Regions from separate parts of the Mus musculus genome. Here region 2 is linked to region 1. A link is a contact called in public HiChIP or PLAC-seq data. All regions are on one chromosome and are shown on one strand. Each heading gives the region's core, a stretch centred on a gene start, on an enhancer-like site or on the middle of the called end of the contact. The rest is flanking DNA. Distances are from core to core; before and after follow the strand shown.

Region 1 (7,445 bases), core at 3,482-5,981:
GTCACCAAGGCCATCAGGTGGAGGAAAAGGAAGTGCCTTTCTATTGTTTGCCCAGCCACTTGTTTCCAGCTTTATAAATTGTCAAGAGTTTCTGCCTGGTTGGGAGACATTTATTTCTAGTGACAAAGTCCTGGGAAGAGACTCACGATATGTCCTCTAGGTATGGGAATTTTCCCCCCAGGAAAGGTAACTGCATAAACCATTTCAATAGCCAGTGGGAACTTATAAAACTGACATCGTCTCCATTTTAAAAGTCAAGGTAGAAACTGACGAACTAGGAAAGAATAAAACAGACTGGAAAGATAGGTCAGTGGTCATGACTGTGTATTGTTCCTGCAGAGGACTAAAGTTCCATTCATAGCACCCACATCAGACAACTGCCTGCAACTCCAGCTGTACTGTATAAGCACAGCTCTAGGAAGTTCAATATCCTCTCCGGCTCCCATGAATGCTGTCATTCATGTGCACATATACATGTGCACGCATGCACGTATGCCAGTGCACACATGCACACATGCGAGCGTGAGTGTGCGCGCGCACACACACACCTAATTAAAAATATTTTTTTAAAAAATGAAAGAAAAAAAAGCAAAAAATAACAAGATAAAGAATTGGTTCTTTCCAGGCAATGGGGGTGTACACGTCTAATCCCAGCCCTTGGGAGGCAGAAGCAGGTGTATCTCTGTGAGTTTGAGGCCAGCCTGGTCTACAGAGCAAATTCCAGAACAACCAGGACTACAACACAGAGAAACCCTGTGTCTTAGTCAGGGTTTCTATTCCTGCACAAACTTCATGACCAAGAAGCAAGTTGAGGAGGAAAGGGTTTATTCAGCTTACACTTCCATACTGCTGTTCATCACCAAAGGAAGTCAGGACTGGAACTCAAGCAGGTCAGGAAGCAGGAGCTGATGCAGAGGCCATGGAGGAATGTTCTTTACTGGCTTGCTTCCCCTGGCTTGCTCAGCCTGCTCTCTTATAGAACCCAAGACTGCCAGCCCAGAGATGGTCCCACCCACAAGGGGCCTTTCCCCCTTGATCACTAATTGAGAAAATGCCTTACAGCTGGATCTCATGGAGGCACTTCCCCAACTGAAGCTCCTTTCTCTGTGAAAACCCCAGCCTGTGTCAAGTTGACACATAAAACCAGCCAGTACACCCTGTCTCAAAAAAACCACACACACACACACACACACACACACACACACACACACACACACACACACACACACACACACACACACACACACACAAACAGGTGGTTCTTTGGAAAGAAAAACCAGGTTGACAAAAATTTGGTTCAGTAGCGAAGAGGACTGGTGGCTGCTCTTGTAGAGGACTCAGGTTCAATTCTTAGTACCCACAGAACAACAATCAACTTACTATAACTCAAGTCCCAGGGGATCAGATGCCTCTTCTGGCTTCTAGGAGTACCAGGCAGGCAACTGGTACACAGACATGCATACATGCATACAAAAATCCATATACATAAGTAAAAAATAAAAGTTAAAAAATAAATAAAATAAACCAAGAGATAAAAAGGGAGGTGTTACAATAGATACCAATTAAAATCAAAATTATGATGGCATACTTCAACAAATTAGAAAACGTCAAAGAAATGGATTAATCTCTGTTTAAAATAACCTACAGAAGTTAAATCAAGAACAAATAAATAATTTAACTAGATCTATAACCAACAGTGGAATTGAAGTCATAGTAAAACATCTCCCAACTTAAAAAAAAATGTCCAGAGCTTAATTAGTAAAATAATTAATAATAAAAATAAAGTCCAGGACCAGGTTTACTGCAGAATTCTAACAGAGCTTTGAAGAAAAACTAACACCAATGCTACTCAAATTATTCCATAAAATAGAAAAAGAATGGAGGCTTTCAAACTCTTTTTATGAACAGAAAGCAGAATTGTGATATCATAACCAGATAAAGACACCACAAAAAAGCCGGGCTGTGGTGGCGCACGCCTTTAATCCCAGCACTTGGGAGGCAGAGGCAGGCAGATTTCTGAGTTCGAGGTCAGCCTGATCTACAAAGTGAGTTCCAGGACAGCCAGGGCTATACAGAGAAACCCTGTCTCAAAAAAACAAAAACAAAAAACAACAACAACAAAAAAGACACCACAAAAGAAAAAGATACAGGGCTGGAGAGATGGCTGAGCAGTTAAGAGCACTGATTGTTCCTCCAGAGGTCCTTAGTTCAATTTCCAGCAACCACATGGTAGCTCACAACCATCTGTAATGGAATCCAATGCCCTCTTCTGGTGCGTCTGAAGCTACAGTATACTCCTATACATAAAATAAGTAATTATTTTTTAAAAATACAAAGAAAATAACAGACCTATCTCCCCATTAAATATCGATTTTTAAAATTCTCAATAAAATAAAATATTGGCACTTCAAGATTCAAAAGCACATCAAAATGTTTGTTGTGGGGCTGGAGAGATGGTTCCGTGGTTAATCATGCTTGTTGCTCTTGCAGAGAACCCAAGTTCTGTTCTTAGCATCTATAGAGTGGCTCATAACCATCTGTAAATCCAGTTCCAGTAGATATGATGCCTTCTTCTGGCCTGCTTAAGTATTAAATGCACACAGTACATATACTTACATGCAAGCAAAACACTCATACACATAAAAATAAGTAATAAATAAGTAAAAGATCATTCATTATGACCAGGTAAGCTTTATTCTAGCACAAAGCTGAAGTCCAAGTGGATCAAGGATCTCAATGTAAAACCAGATACACTGAACCTAATAGAGGAGAAAGTGGGAGAAAGCCTCGAACTCATTGACACTAACTGAACTCCAATGGCTCAGGCTCTAAGATCAACAATTGATAAATGGGGCCTCGTGAAACTGAAAAGCTTCTGTAACAGAAAAACTTCTATAAGGCAAAAGGCACAGTCAATAGGAAAAATCAGTAACCTACAAAATGGGAAGGGAAAAAAAAAACAAAAACAAAAACAAAAAACTTCGTTAACCCCACATCCAATAGAGGGCTAATATCCAAACTATATAAAGAACTCAAGAAGCTAACCGCCAAAAAAAAAAAAAAAAAAAAAAAAAACACAAATAACTCAATTTAAAAATGGGGTATAGAACAAAAAAAAGAATTCACAACAGAGGAATTTTTTTAAAAAGATTTATTTATTTATTATATGGAAGTACATTGTAGCTGTCTTCAGACACTCCAGAAGAGGGAGTCAGATCTCGTTACAGATGGTTGTGAGCCACTATGTGGTTGCTGGGATTTGAACTCTGGACCTTCGGAAGAGCAGTTGGGTGCTCTTATCCACTGAGCCATCTCACCAGCCCAACAGAGGAATTTTAAATGGCCAAGAAGCACTTAAGGAAATGTTCAAAGTTCTTAGTCATCAGGGAAATGCAAATCAAAATGACCCTGAGATTCCACCTCACACCAGTCAGAATGGCTAAGATCAAAAACTCAGGTGACAGCACATGCTGGTGAGGATGTGGAGAAAGAGAACACTCCTCCATTGCTGGTGGAATTTCAAATTGGTACAACCACTCTGGAAATCAATCTGGCGGTTCTTCAGAAAATAGGAAATAGACCTACCAGAAGATCCAGCTATACCACTCTTGGACATATACCAAAAAGATGCCCCACCACACCAGAGGGACACATGCTCCACTATGTTCATAGTGGCCTTGTTTGTAATATCCAGAATCTGGAAACAATCCATATGTCCCAAAATGGAAGAACAGATACAGAAAATGTGGTACATTTACAAATGGAATACTACTCAGCTATTAAGAATGAGAACATCATGAGTTATGCAGGCAAATGGGTTGAACTAGAAAATACCATCCTGAGTGAAGTAACCCAGATCCAAAAGGACATACATGACAGGAGCCTAGCATAGCTATCCTCTGAGAAGCCCAATCAGTAGCTGACTGAGACAAATGCAGATGTTTACATTCAACCATTGGACTGAAGTTGGAGACCCCTATGGGGAACTAGGGAAAGTTATGGAAGAAGCAAAAGGGGAGGGCGACCCATAGGGAGACCATCAGTCTCAACTAACCGGGACCTCTGGGAGCTCCCAGACACTGAGTCACCAACCAAACCAGGCAGCATACACAAGTGCCCACATACACACACACACACATACATATATAGTAAGGTACTGCCTTGTCTGGCCTCAGTGGGAAAAGGTGTGCCTAATCCACGAGAGAGTTGAGACCCCAGGGAGGGGGGAGGCCTGGTGGTAGGGAAGCATTCTCTCAGAGACAGGAGGGGGAGGAATGGTCTGAGGAACTGTGGGAGGGGGTCTGGGAGAAGGGGCAATGGCTGGATGATAGATAGATAGATAGATAGATAGATAGATAGATAGATAGATAGATAGATAGATAGATAGATAGATAGATAGATGGATAAGAAAAAGTCAAATGGGCGGGGAGGCCAGGAGTGGAAAAAGAAAGAATAAAGCATGGGGGGGGGGGTAGGGGATGGAATCGGAGTTTTTGTTCATGATCCATTAGACTTTCTGGATTTGGACCAGAGTCAGTGCAATAGCTCTCCCCGAAAACAAAAGTGGGAAGACAATAGAGTGACTCTCTTCAGAGTGGCTGGAAGGTCTGGATTTTTGGAACGGGTGCCAGGGATACTCACGGTCTTTGTTTAATCTGGAGTTCCAATGTGGGTCTGAGTGGATCATCAGCTGGGCTGCGAGTCAGTTGGGTGTGCCCCACATAGTAGGAGTCAGCTGTGGGACACAGTGCTTGGGTAGGTGAAACTTGGAGGAGCCCAATGTGAGTCCACGGGAGGAGTTAGTTGAACACACATGATATGAAAGAAGTCGGGGTTTCTGGAAGTTAAAGGTTTATATGGTGTAGCCAGCCACCTGCGTCCACAGGTTACTGGGTTCCTGAAAGTAAAGATGGGATTTGGGATGGGAAAGGCAGCAAAAGAAATAACGAGCCAAGACAAAGTTTTCTGATCAAGGCCACTGTTTAATTAAGAGTTTAAGCTTATAAAGGGGGGGACCCATCCCCTACCATGCCAGGATCTCTTTGCTTGTGAGGATCAGCTGCCTTTTGTCAGGAAAAGAGGTTCAACCTCTCAGCAGGTAGTGGCATCTTGGAGGAAAGGTGCAGATGTGGCAGGACAATAGACTTTACCTAGGTCAGAAGACTCCACCCTAGGTGGGCTAGCTGGCTGTGGCAAGCAAGGTCTGAGCCAGCCTGCTCAAGGCTGGGGGAAGGGCACAGTTCCTCCCTTTTTATTTATTAAAAATTAGCTGGACTGAGGCATATAATTTACTTATGCTCCATGGTCCTGCCTGAGAATTATGGTGGCTGTTAGCCATGCCTGTCTTAGGACTAATTGGACTTATTCAGACCCGTCTCAGAGAACATGTGCAGCTTGTGTTTATTTGCACAAACATAGCATTTTAGTGTTGATTATGAACAAACACAGCCTATTGGCACATGCCTCTGTCTTAGGTTGAAATAAGCCATAGACCCAGTGGCCCATCCTTGGCTGCCGGCCCTCATTGCACACCTTTTTCCCAATCAGACCAAAGCCACAATATGCACTCAATGCATTTCTTCATAGCCGTGAATCACTGCCATCTGTGCTTTGCTGAAGGCAAACCTGCATGGAGGCAACTGACCTGCTTGAAACACAAAGTCAAAGTTGAAAGCAGCAAGATTAAGGTAGTCTGTGGGGATGTCCCAGGCACTTAATTCAGTTGCAAATTAGCAGAGATCAAGCCCAAGCTGGGGGGGTGGGGGTGGGGGTGCTGGGCTTGAGAATCAACAGAAAAACTGTTAACTTCTCATGTAAATAGTGGAGGCTATGCTCCAAGTTAACTCTGCTGGCTGATAAAGATTTTTAGCTATCTTCATAATAGGAATCTCCAATATTGGAATTATTTCTAGACCAGTCCATGATTGAGCCAGAATAACTGATCCCATTAAAGGAAAGAGAAGAGTCATTGTAACTCCTCCCTTTGATTCGTTTTCCTAAATCAGTTTCCACAATCTCTCTATGTTCTCTGTCCTTGAAGCAAGGCAGTTTAGCTTGTCTAATCTGGGACATAGGCAAGCAAAGGTGGGTCAAGAACATATATCTAATATAGCTTTCTTGCTACCATTGTCAGGGCACTCAGTAAGCTCACAGGTCAGCGTTATCCTTTTATGTCAGCTTGCCACACCAATCACTCTGGCAGCTAGCAAGCTCTTGCAGCATTCTGTGGAAAAAAACCACAAACATTCCCTCTTCCCCATATTAAATATCTGATAAGGATCATGCCATATGCCGATAAATAGATCCTTTCATCTCACCTAGGCATGAGTATGCCTAGTTGTAGGATACTATAAGGCACTCAGCAAGGAGTTCTTTGGTATCCAAATTTTAAAATTTTTAAAATAAAAAGTGTGATTTAAATAATGTGCATGGGGATATAATTCTCCCCTTTTTTGTTTAAGAAGATATAGTTTTAAAGTTCCACAATACCTTGTCCTTGAGAATTATAAAAAATCCCAGTAACATGGGTAACATTAAATTGTTGACAAAACATCTCAAATGCTGGCTGGTGAGATGGCTCAGCGGTTAAGAGCACTGACTGCGGGCTGGTGAGATGGCTCAGTGGGTAAGAGCACCTGACTGCTCTAACGAAGGTCTGAAGTTCAAATCCCAGCAACCACATGGTGGCTCACAACCACCCGTAATGAGATCTGATGCCCTCTTCTGGTGTATCTGAAGACAGCTACAGTGTACTTACATATAATAAATAAATAAATCTTAAAAAAAAAAAAAAAAAAAAAAGAGCACTGACTGCTCTTCCAAAGGTCCTGAGTTCAAATCCCAGCAACCATTCGTAACAAAATCTGATGCTCTCTTCTTGAGTGTCTGAAGACAGCTATAGTGTACTTACATATAATAAATAAATATTAAGAAATAAATAAGTAATTTTTTTAATCTCAAATGCTTGACTGTAATACCCAGTTCCAATATCTGTTATAATTTGATTTGGAACTCCAAGCATAGAAAAACAATGCAGGCAATGACTAATTACATTTTTAGTTGCTTTTCCTGTTAAAGCAGTTGCAACTAGAAAGCCTGAAAAGGTATCAATAGTCACATATGCATATTTTATTTTCTAAAATCAGAAATATAAGTATCCATTTGCAATTATTGATTAAGTATAAGTCCTCGAGAATTAACACCATTATGTGGAACAGGTAGAAACTGGGAACACTGAGAACAAGTCTCTACAATTTGACATGCACATTCTCTAAAAATACCAAATTATTATCTCAAGCCATTTCTATTTTGATGATGTAAAGAATGAGATTATATGGCCAGTTATTCTTGTGTAAGGCCTATAATCTGCCTGGGATACAAATCTGGGGTGGCGTCACCTTAAGGGGTCTTGTCCAGGCAATCTAGGATGAGTTCTTAAATGTCCA
Region 2 (7,445 bases), core at 2,838-5,337, 230 kb after region 1:
CAGGGCGTCTTCTTCTATTACTCCCTGTCTTACTGCCTGCAAGCAGGGTCTCTCACTGAAGCAGAAACTTGCTGTTTGGCATACGCTGACTGGTCAGCTATCTAAAAAGATGCAATAGTCTGTCTCCACCGTGCTTGGGTTACAGTGCACACAGCCATGCCTGGCATTTACTTGGAGGCTGGGATTGGAGCTCAGATGTGCATTGGTAGGGCAGGTGCTCCTTCCCACTGCATGTCTCCCCAGGCCGCTCTGTCTTCATTCAAGAAGGAAGGAGACAGGATTATCTAAAACCATGCCCTATTTGGCTTTCCCCCACTAAAGCTAACCACCGCCCTTCTTCCTGATTTGTTCATGTCACACAGCCAACCCCATCCTTTCCAAGTCAAACGGGAAGCAAAATAATATTCAACACACAGTAAAAAGAATTTGCTGGGGTTGGGGATTTAGCTCAGTGGTAGAGCGCTTGCCTAGCAAGCCCAAGGCCCTGGGTTCGGTCCTCAGCTCCGGAAAAAGGAAAAAAAAAAAAAAAAGAATTTGCTGGGCCAGCAAAATGGCTCCATGGGTAAAGGCATTTGACCAGAATTCAAGAGGGTATACCTCTGACCTCTAGATGCAGGTGGCGGTAGGTAAATTCCCCTGCCCCATAAATAAATAATTGTAAAAAGAAAATTTAAAATAGAACCAGGCAAGCCGGGTGTGGTGGCGCACACCTTTAATCCCAGCACTTGGAAGGCAGAGGCAGGTGGATTTTTGAGTTCGAGGCCAGCCTGGTCTACAGAGTGAGTTCCAGGACAGCCAGGGTGATACAGAGAAACTCTGTCTTGGGGGGGGGGGGGGGGATGACAAAAAAACAAACAAACAAAAGAAACCAAACCAAACAAAACCAAACTACCTGGCAATGGGTGGTGGTGGCACCCTCCTTTAGTCCCAGCACTCAGGAGGCAGAGGCAAGCAGATCTCTGTGAGTTTGAGGCCAGCCTGGTCTACAGAACAAGTTCTAGGACAGCCAGGCTACACAAAGAAAATGTCTTGAAAAACCAAAAATAAAAATAAAAAAATAAGGGGCTCGAGGTTAAGAACACTGACTGGTCTTCCAGAGGTCCTGAGTTCAATTCCCAGTACCCACATGGTGGCTCACAACCACCTGATTCTCTCTTTTGGTATGTGTGAAGACACAGCACTCATATAAAATAAATAATTAATAAATCAAATGCTTGATGGTACTGGAGAGATGGCTCAGTAGGTTAGAATTCTCACTACTTCTGCAGAGGATGAGTTCAGCTCCTAGCACTCACACAAGGTTACCTCCCACTGCACGTAACTCCAGCTCCTGGACGGAGGGCCTGACAGATAGCCTCCTTTAGTCTACTTGGACAACTATGCATACACATGACACTGACACACATACACACACAAACACAGAAAGAGAGAGATTGATTTAAAACAAGGGCTAGAAAGATGGCTCAGCAGCGAAGAGCACTAGTTGAGTTTTCAGGGGACCCAGGTTGCATTCTCAGCATCTATGGCAGCTCACAGGAAGGAGTCTGTAGCTCCAGTACCAGATGATCTGAGAACCTCTTGTTCAGAGAGCTCCATGGGCACATGATGCACTTAAAGGCAAAACATTCACAAAATTTAAAAAAAAAAAATTTTTTTAAAAATATTCTCAAACCACTTTTTGAGTTTTAAACAAAATGTTTGATCAATGTTTATTCTCCCCATCATCTGCCTTTGATCCTTCTGCTTCCTTGCTTGCTGGCTTGGTTTGTTTTGTAGCTCAGGCTGCCACATAATTTGCTAGTAGAACAGGCTAGCTTCTAATCCAGAGACCCACTTGCCTCTGTCTCCCAAGTGCTGGGCTTAAAGGTGTGTGCCACCACTGCCCAGCTTCTTTTCTTTTCCTTTGTTTTCTGTTTGTTTGTTTTCTGCTTTGGGGGTTGTTGCTGTTGATTTGGGTTTTTGAGACAGGGTTTCTCTGTGTAGCCTGGGTTGTTCTGGAGCTCATTCTGTAGGCCAGGCTGGCCTTGAACCCACAGAAGTTCTCCTGTCTCTGCCTCTTGAGTGCTGGGATCAAAGGTGTGCTTCTGCACTCAAGAGACCCTGCCCATGTAATTCCCAGAATGGCTGGCACAGTTTTAGAATAACCCTCAAGGGTGGGTCTTCTGTCCTCAGGTCAGTCATTTCCAGACTCACTTGTTTATGACACAATCACATTTTAACAATGTGAATGGAGAAGCCAGACCAAGGCGAATCCATAGAGCCCCTTTACATCTTCAAGGCATAAGGCTTCAAGGATTGAAGCCATAGTGAACAGCAAAGAAGAACCACAATACACTCACAAAGTGTCTGCATCAACTGTATTTACTGCTAGAATTTCAACTTTTTCTTTCTTAAGTGTCAGAGAAATAATGGCATAGTAGGAAGACACCCAAGGAGGCAGGGAACATTTGTATCACAAAGTGCCACAAAGTTGATAAATGTAGGTTGCTAATAACTCTGAAGTAAGCCAGGCGTGGTGGCGCACGCCTTTAATCCCACGCTTGGGAGGCAGAGGCAGGCGGATTTCTGAGTTCAAGGCCAGCCTGGTCTACAGAGTGAGTTCCAGGACAGCCAGAGCTATACAGAGAAACCCTGTCTCGAAAAACCAAAAACCAAACAAACCTCTGACATACTCTTGATGAACAGGCAGGAATCACTGAATGCTCAGTGCAATGAAAAGAACAAAACATGTAGGCAGCTATAAGAACACTCAGTAGGGGACAGGACTCTTGGCAACCTGGTCATCAAATGAACTTGAGTTCCAGCCAGCAAGTGACCTGGCTTTAAGACATCCTGCTTAAGGGGAATTCAAGTTTCAGCCAAGCGGCTAGAACCAAGTCAACCTATTTTTCTTCTCTCCAGCTTCCCCAATGCCTTGAGTGGTGGGGTTGTAACAGGTCAGATCCAATGCAGGATCCCTTTTAAAAAGGGGTCTCAAAAGATAGGCTACTGCTAGGGAACTAAGCGTAAGTCACCTGAGAAAAGAGGAGTAGGGAGGGAGGTGCACAGGCACACGTGGCTACAATGTATCCACATATGCTGGGCTACAGGCTCAGTGCACTTAAACAGGGGGAGTGGGGCTAGCCTGATGCTTCAGGGACATCCTACTCACCGGCAAGTTTCACATCCAGAAACCTGCTCATTTCTTCCCCCAGAAGAGCAAAACAGCAACCAGGGACAGGCCCCAGTTAGCCTCCCCAGGTCCCTGAGAAACAGGCAACACAGGCAGCAAGGTCCCCCAGAGCTGGTCCCAGTCCCAGCAGACAGACACGGGGAGCTCTCTAGTCCTTAGGGAGAGAGCCAAGAAATGGCTCATCACAAAGTCCAGGGCTTCCAGCCCTTAGCGCAGACAAAGATAGGATCCCGTGGGAAAGGTTCCACTGACTCCATGCATAGGGTACAACAGACTGGGGGTGGTTTCTGTGATGCCCTCATGTGATCCAGCACCAGAACATTGTGTGACGTATATAGAAACATACACTGGAAAAATACATTATAATCTGGCGTTCAGGAAGTACTGAAACCCGCCTGCGTGTGCTACATCCCATCTACTGTAGCACAGGCTGCACGCAATGAACACCAGTCAACTCTCCCGGCAACCAGAAGGTTCCTCCTCCGCAGCCCATTTGGAATGTTAGGATCTTTGGGTCTCTGGCCTTCGGGGCCTCCCCAGAGACCTCTTCACAAGGATTGCAGAATACACTCCTTGCCTCCGCTGGCCAGAGAGTTTCTCCACAGTGGTGGTGGCAGCAGTAACGTCAGCTCAGATATAGTTGGTAGAGGGCTGCCGGGCACTGAGGCGCTGCATGTGACAGCCGTGGCAGAGCAAATGTCCATCAAGAGGGAAACAGCAGCAACCTTCCTCGTCACTCAGCTGCATGCGGCAGTCCTAGGGAAGAAGGCAACTGGTTCACTTCCACCCAGGCTCCCTACCCTGAGGCCATCCTGGGAGACTCCGGGTGACTGGACAAGTGAGTGGTAAGGCCCCAGGGAGGGTGAAGGGTGAAAGGGTGGACTTGAAGTGAAAACCCGAGAAATACTTCTTCTGGACACCAGGGGTCGCTGCAGCAGCAGAAATCATGAGACAAGCCCCATTCCAGCAGTTCAGAGGCTGGGGAAGCCAGATTCCAGATTTAAAAAGAACTAGGATTAGAAAGAAAAGCTAGAGGACAAGAGAGACTGGACATAGGTCACTGCAGTGTCCTGGTTTTCTGTATCCTAAATCCCTCCCACAGATGCCCAGTCATTCCAAGAATCCCCCTTCCAAATTCCGATTTCCCCACATCATCCCCGAACCCCAACACTTACCTCACAGTGGTAGCACTCAAAGTGATAATCACGGTCCATGGATATCACCCTCACAATGTCCTCACAGCCCTGAAACACGTAGAGTCCCATGGGGGATAAGCAGAGCATGGTGTCCCCAAATCCCCATCCCATACCACAGAAACCCTCCTGCTCCATCAAGAGGGTTTATAAAGGCCTCTTCCCGCAGTTAGATTCCACGTAGCTAACATGTAGCTTTGAGATCTTTTAAGCAACTCCTACCAGAATGCTACCCACTACCCTGGCACTGTCCATGCCTCCAGGCCTCTAGCTCCCCTCCACACACAGGGGCTCAGCCTTACTTGCTAGCTTCCTCCTGCTGAGAAGCAGGGGGGAGGGGGAGGGGCAGGGGAAGGCAAAGGCTGAGCACAAGCCAATATAAGGAAGAGGCTGTAGCTTTTCCTCTAGACATACCCTCTCCACACACAGCTCAAATAATCCCTGTCCCTTTTTTTTTTACCAGTTTAAGGACAGTTTCACCCCTTTTCAGTCCCTGTATCTGGTGACCTTGACTTCCAAAGAAAGCCTTGTTCTCTGTACGGGGGACAGAAGATATGGAGCCTGGGCCCAGCTAGTCTAGGTCCGGATGTTTAGGTCAGGGTGGTGACCCCAAGAGCAGAGTCACACGGGAATCTTTCACAGAATGCACATTCCTTCGAAGTGCCACTTCCCAAGGGCCAGGCTGCATGTCCCCATCTCCTCCCCAGAGGCGGCAGCGCTGGCCGCCCCGAGGAACTCTGGATACACTGACCTCTGAGGGGAGGATGGGTTGTCCGCAGGCTGCACATTTCGGGGCGTAATTTCTAAAAAAGAAGACAGTGATAAGTGAGGCTGAGGACTCCCTGGGCCCAGGCCCACATTTCCTCCCAGGGGTCAGACTCACTTGTGGTAGTCGGTAACACAGTACACCTGGTTGGAGAAGTCCACAGTGAAGGGGACGCCGTCCAGGCACTTGTTACATACGATGCATCGGAAGCAGCCCGGGTGATAGGACTTCCCCATGGCCTGGAGGATCTAGCTCACAGGGCGGGCGGGAGAAGGATCAGTGTCCCCACAGCCTCTCTCCAGCTACCCATCACGTTCCTTTCCACCACCAACCCCACCCCACCCCCAGTCCTCCTAGAAGAATGCTACCTAATTTGAGGGGACCAAGGAGTCTTTCTTGGAGACAGGGTCAAAAGTATCTTAAGACTGGCCTTAAAAACTCTATGGAAGCCGGGCGTGGTGGCGCACGCCTTTAATCCCAGCACTCAGAAGGCAGAGGCAGGCGGATTTCTGAGTTCAAGGCCAGCCTGGTCTACAGAGTGAGTTCCAAGACAGCCAGGGCTATACAGAGAAACCCTGTCTCGGGAAAAAAAAAAAAAAAAAAAAACCCACAAAAACAAAAACAAAACAAACAAACAAAAAAAACCTCTATGGAGCCTGGCAGCAGCAGGACAGACCTTTAGTGCTAGCACTTGGGAGGCAGAGGCAGGCTGATCTCTGTGAGTTCCAGGACAGCCAGGACTACCTGAAAACCCAAAACCAAGAAGAAAAAATAGAGAGAAAACCCAAACCTCATCACCGCATAGCTGAGGATGGCTTTGACCCCGACACCCTCTGCCGCACTACGGCTGGTTTGCGCAGGGTTGAGGATGGAGCCCAGGCTGTCTTGTGGCATTCGCTCAACTAACAGACCACCCCTCTTTTTTATTACAATTTGAGGTGGGTGCCAGAATGAATTCCTTTTGTCAGTTCTTCCCAGGTAGCTACTAGACAGCAACAGTCAAGGATCATGGATCCTGTAAACCTTAACCCAATTCCTTCTTCTTATACAGAAAAGAAAGCTGAGTTCCAGCTGTTTCCGACCAGTAGCAGAAAAGGGAGCCGATTCACGTAGCTCAGGCTGGAGGGCAGCTGTGTCCAGAATCAGGGAAGGGACAGATCACAGACGCCCTTGGAGGCTGAGACTACGGACTGGCTCTCACAGGGGATCACCGTGAGGCAGCTTTGGGGAGGACGGGTAAGAAAATGACCATCTAGCAAAAGGCTCTCTATTTGCAATGCCACTAGTTCTTGCCCTTCAGGCCGGTGGCCCCCAAAACCCAGCTGAAGGGGCGTTCCTTACCTTCTCTAGAATCAAGTGGCCGCAGACACAGCACTTCTCAGCTGCCTCCTGAAACCCTGAAAACTAGAGAGGAGACAGGACAGAGTTACCACGCTGAAAACTGTGATGGAACCCGCCGGCCGCCGGGGTCCCACTGTGAAAGCCAAGCCTCGGCCCTTCACTCACCAGATAGTCTTCCTCACAGTAGACAGAGCCATTGACGCTGTAGAAAGCCTTGCACCGCAAAGTTCGTCCTAGAAGCAGCAGAGGAGGCGCTGGAGGTTAACGCTGGAGCCCCCACACAGGGCTCTTCCTCTTCTGGCCCCTGCTCCCCAATCCTGACAGGACATTTGGACCTGGACTTTATTTAAAGCTTTCCTCCTAAGTGTGGTCTATTTTCCCTTCCTAAACAAAAACCCCATATCCATGTGACAGAGACAGAAAGACCAAGAGTTTAAGGTCAGCATGGCCTACACACAGTAAAGCCTGCCTCAAAGGAAAAAAAAAAATCCAGTACGATACAATTCCAATTGGCTTTGGCTTCATTCCAGCGGAACAACGTTTCTGCTCCTTCCTCCTCTAGCTCCTGTGTCTTCAATAGCTGTCTGCCACCCACACCTCCTCAGGGCTCAAGGCATGGGGAGCCACCTAAGAGAGAGCCAAGGTCAGGCCAGGCTGGTGTACCTGCTAAGAAGCTCTGACTAGACTAGGTATTATTTGATTTGCATGGAACACTGGTTCCAGGCCTTAGCCTCTGGGATGTTTTAGCCCAGGATTCTTCATTTCACTGTAGCCATCCTATTCTCACGCGTCTGTCTAGCCTCTGTGGTGGTCAGGGCATCTTTGGAAGCTACTGCTTTGTTTGAGGGCTTCAAGGAACACAAGTCTTTGGGGTCAGAGGCTCCTGGGATTTTTTTTCCCCAACTCTACATGGCAGACCATTTTAGCCTGACACCCATGAAGCTACTCCATCGGATCTGAAGCTACTCCAACG

Evidence for each region. HiChIP or PLAC-seq counts read pairs in DNA pulled down with a chosen protein or histone mark.
Region 2: a contact with region 1 is called in an H3K27ac HiChIP or PLAC-seq map of embryonic stem cells, with 6 read pairs. The contact joins two enhancer-like sites. A contact is called at or near these places in 1 of 39 promoter capture datasets (hematopoietic stem and progenitor cells), 2 of 115 datasets of contacts at active chromatin or transcription factors (embryonic stem cells and large pre-B cells) and 1 of 9 other capture datasets (liver).

Annotation. Positions count from the first base shown.
Region 1 is chr14:54,336,315-54,343,759 of GRCm38.p6, forward strand. No RefSeq gene overlaps it. Among named protein-coding and RNA genes, the nearest start is that of Oxa1l, 21 kb to the right of the region's middle. Within about 2 kb of position 4,732, at least 6 of the 459 cell types and tissues checked have an H3K27ac peak or open chromatin away from gene starts, as enhancers often do. A contact at or near this core is called in embryonic stem cells, where this site is marked.
Region 2 is chr14:54,565,129-54,572,573 of GRCm38.p6, forward strand. It overlaps Ajuba (ajuba LIM protein), which reads right to left. Exons shown (of 8, transcript NM_010590.5): 3 at 6,638-6,705; 4 at 6,473-6,535; 5 at 5,249-5,379; 6 at 5,117-5,168; 7 at 4,348-4,416; 8 at 2,341-3,928. The coding sequence ends at 3,803. Among named protein-coding and RNA genes, the nearest start is that of Ajuba, 8.8 kb to the right of the region's middle. Within about 2 kb of position 4,088, at least 39 of the 459 cell types and tissues checked have an H3K27ac peak or open chromatin away from gene starts, as enhancers often do. A contact at or near this core is called in embryonic stem cells, where this site is marked.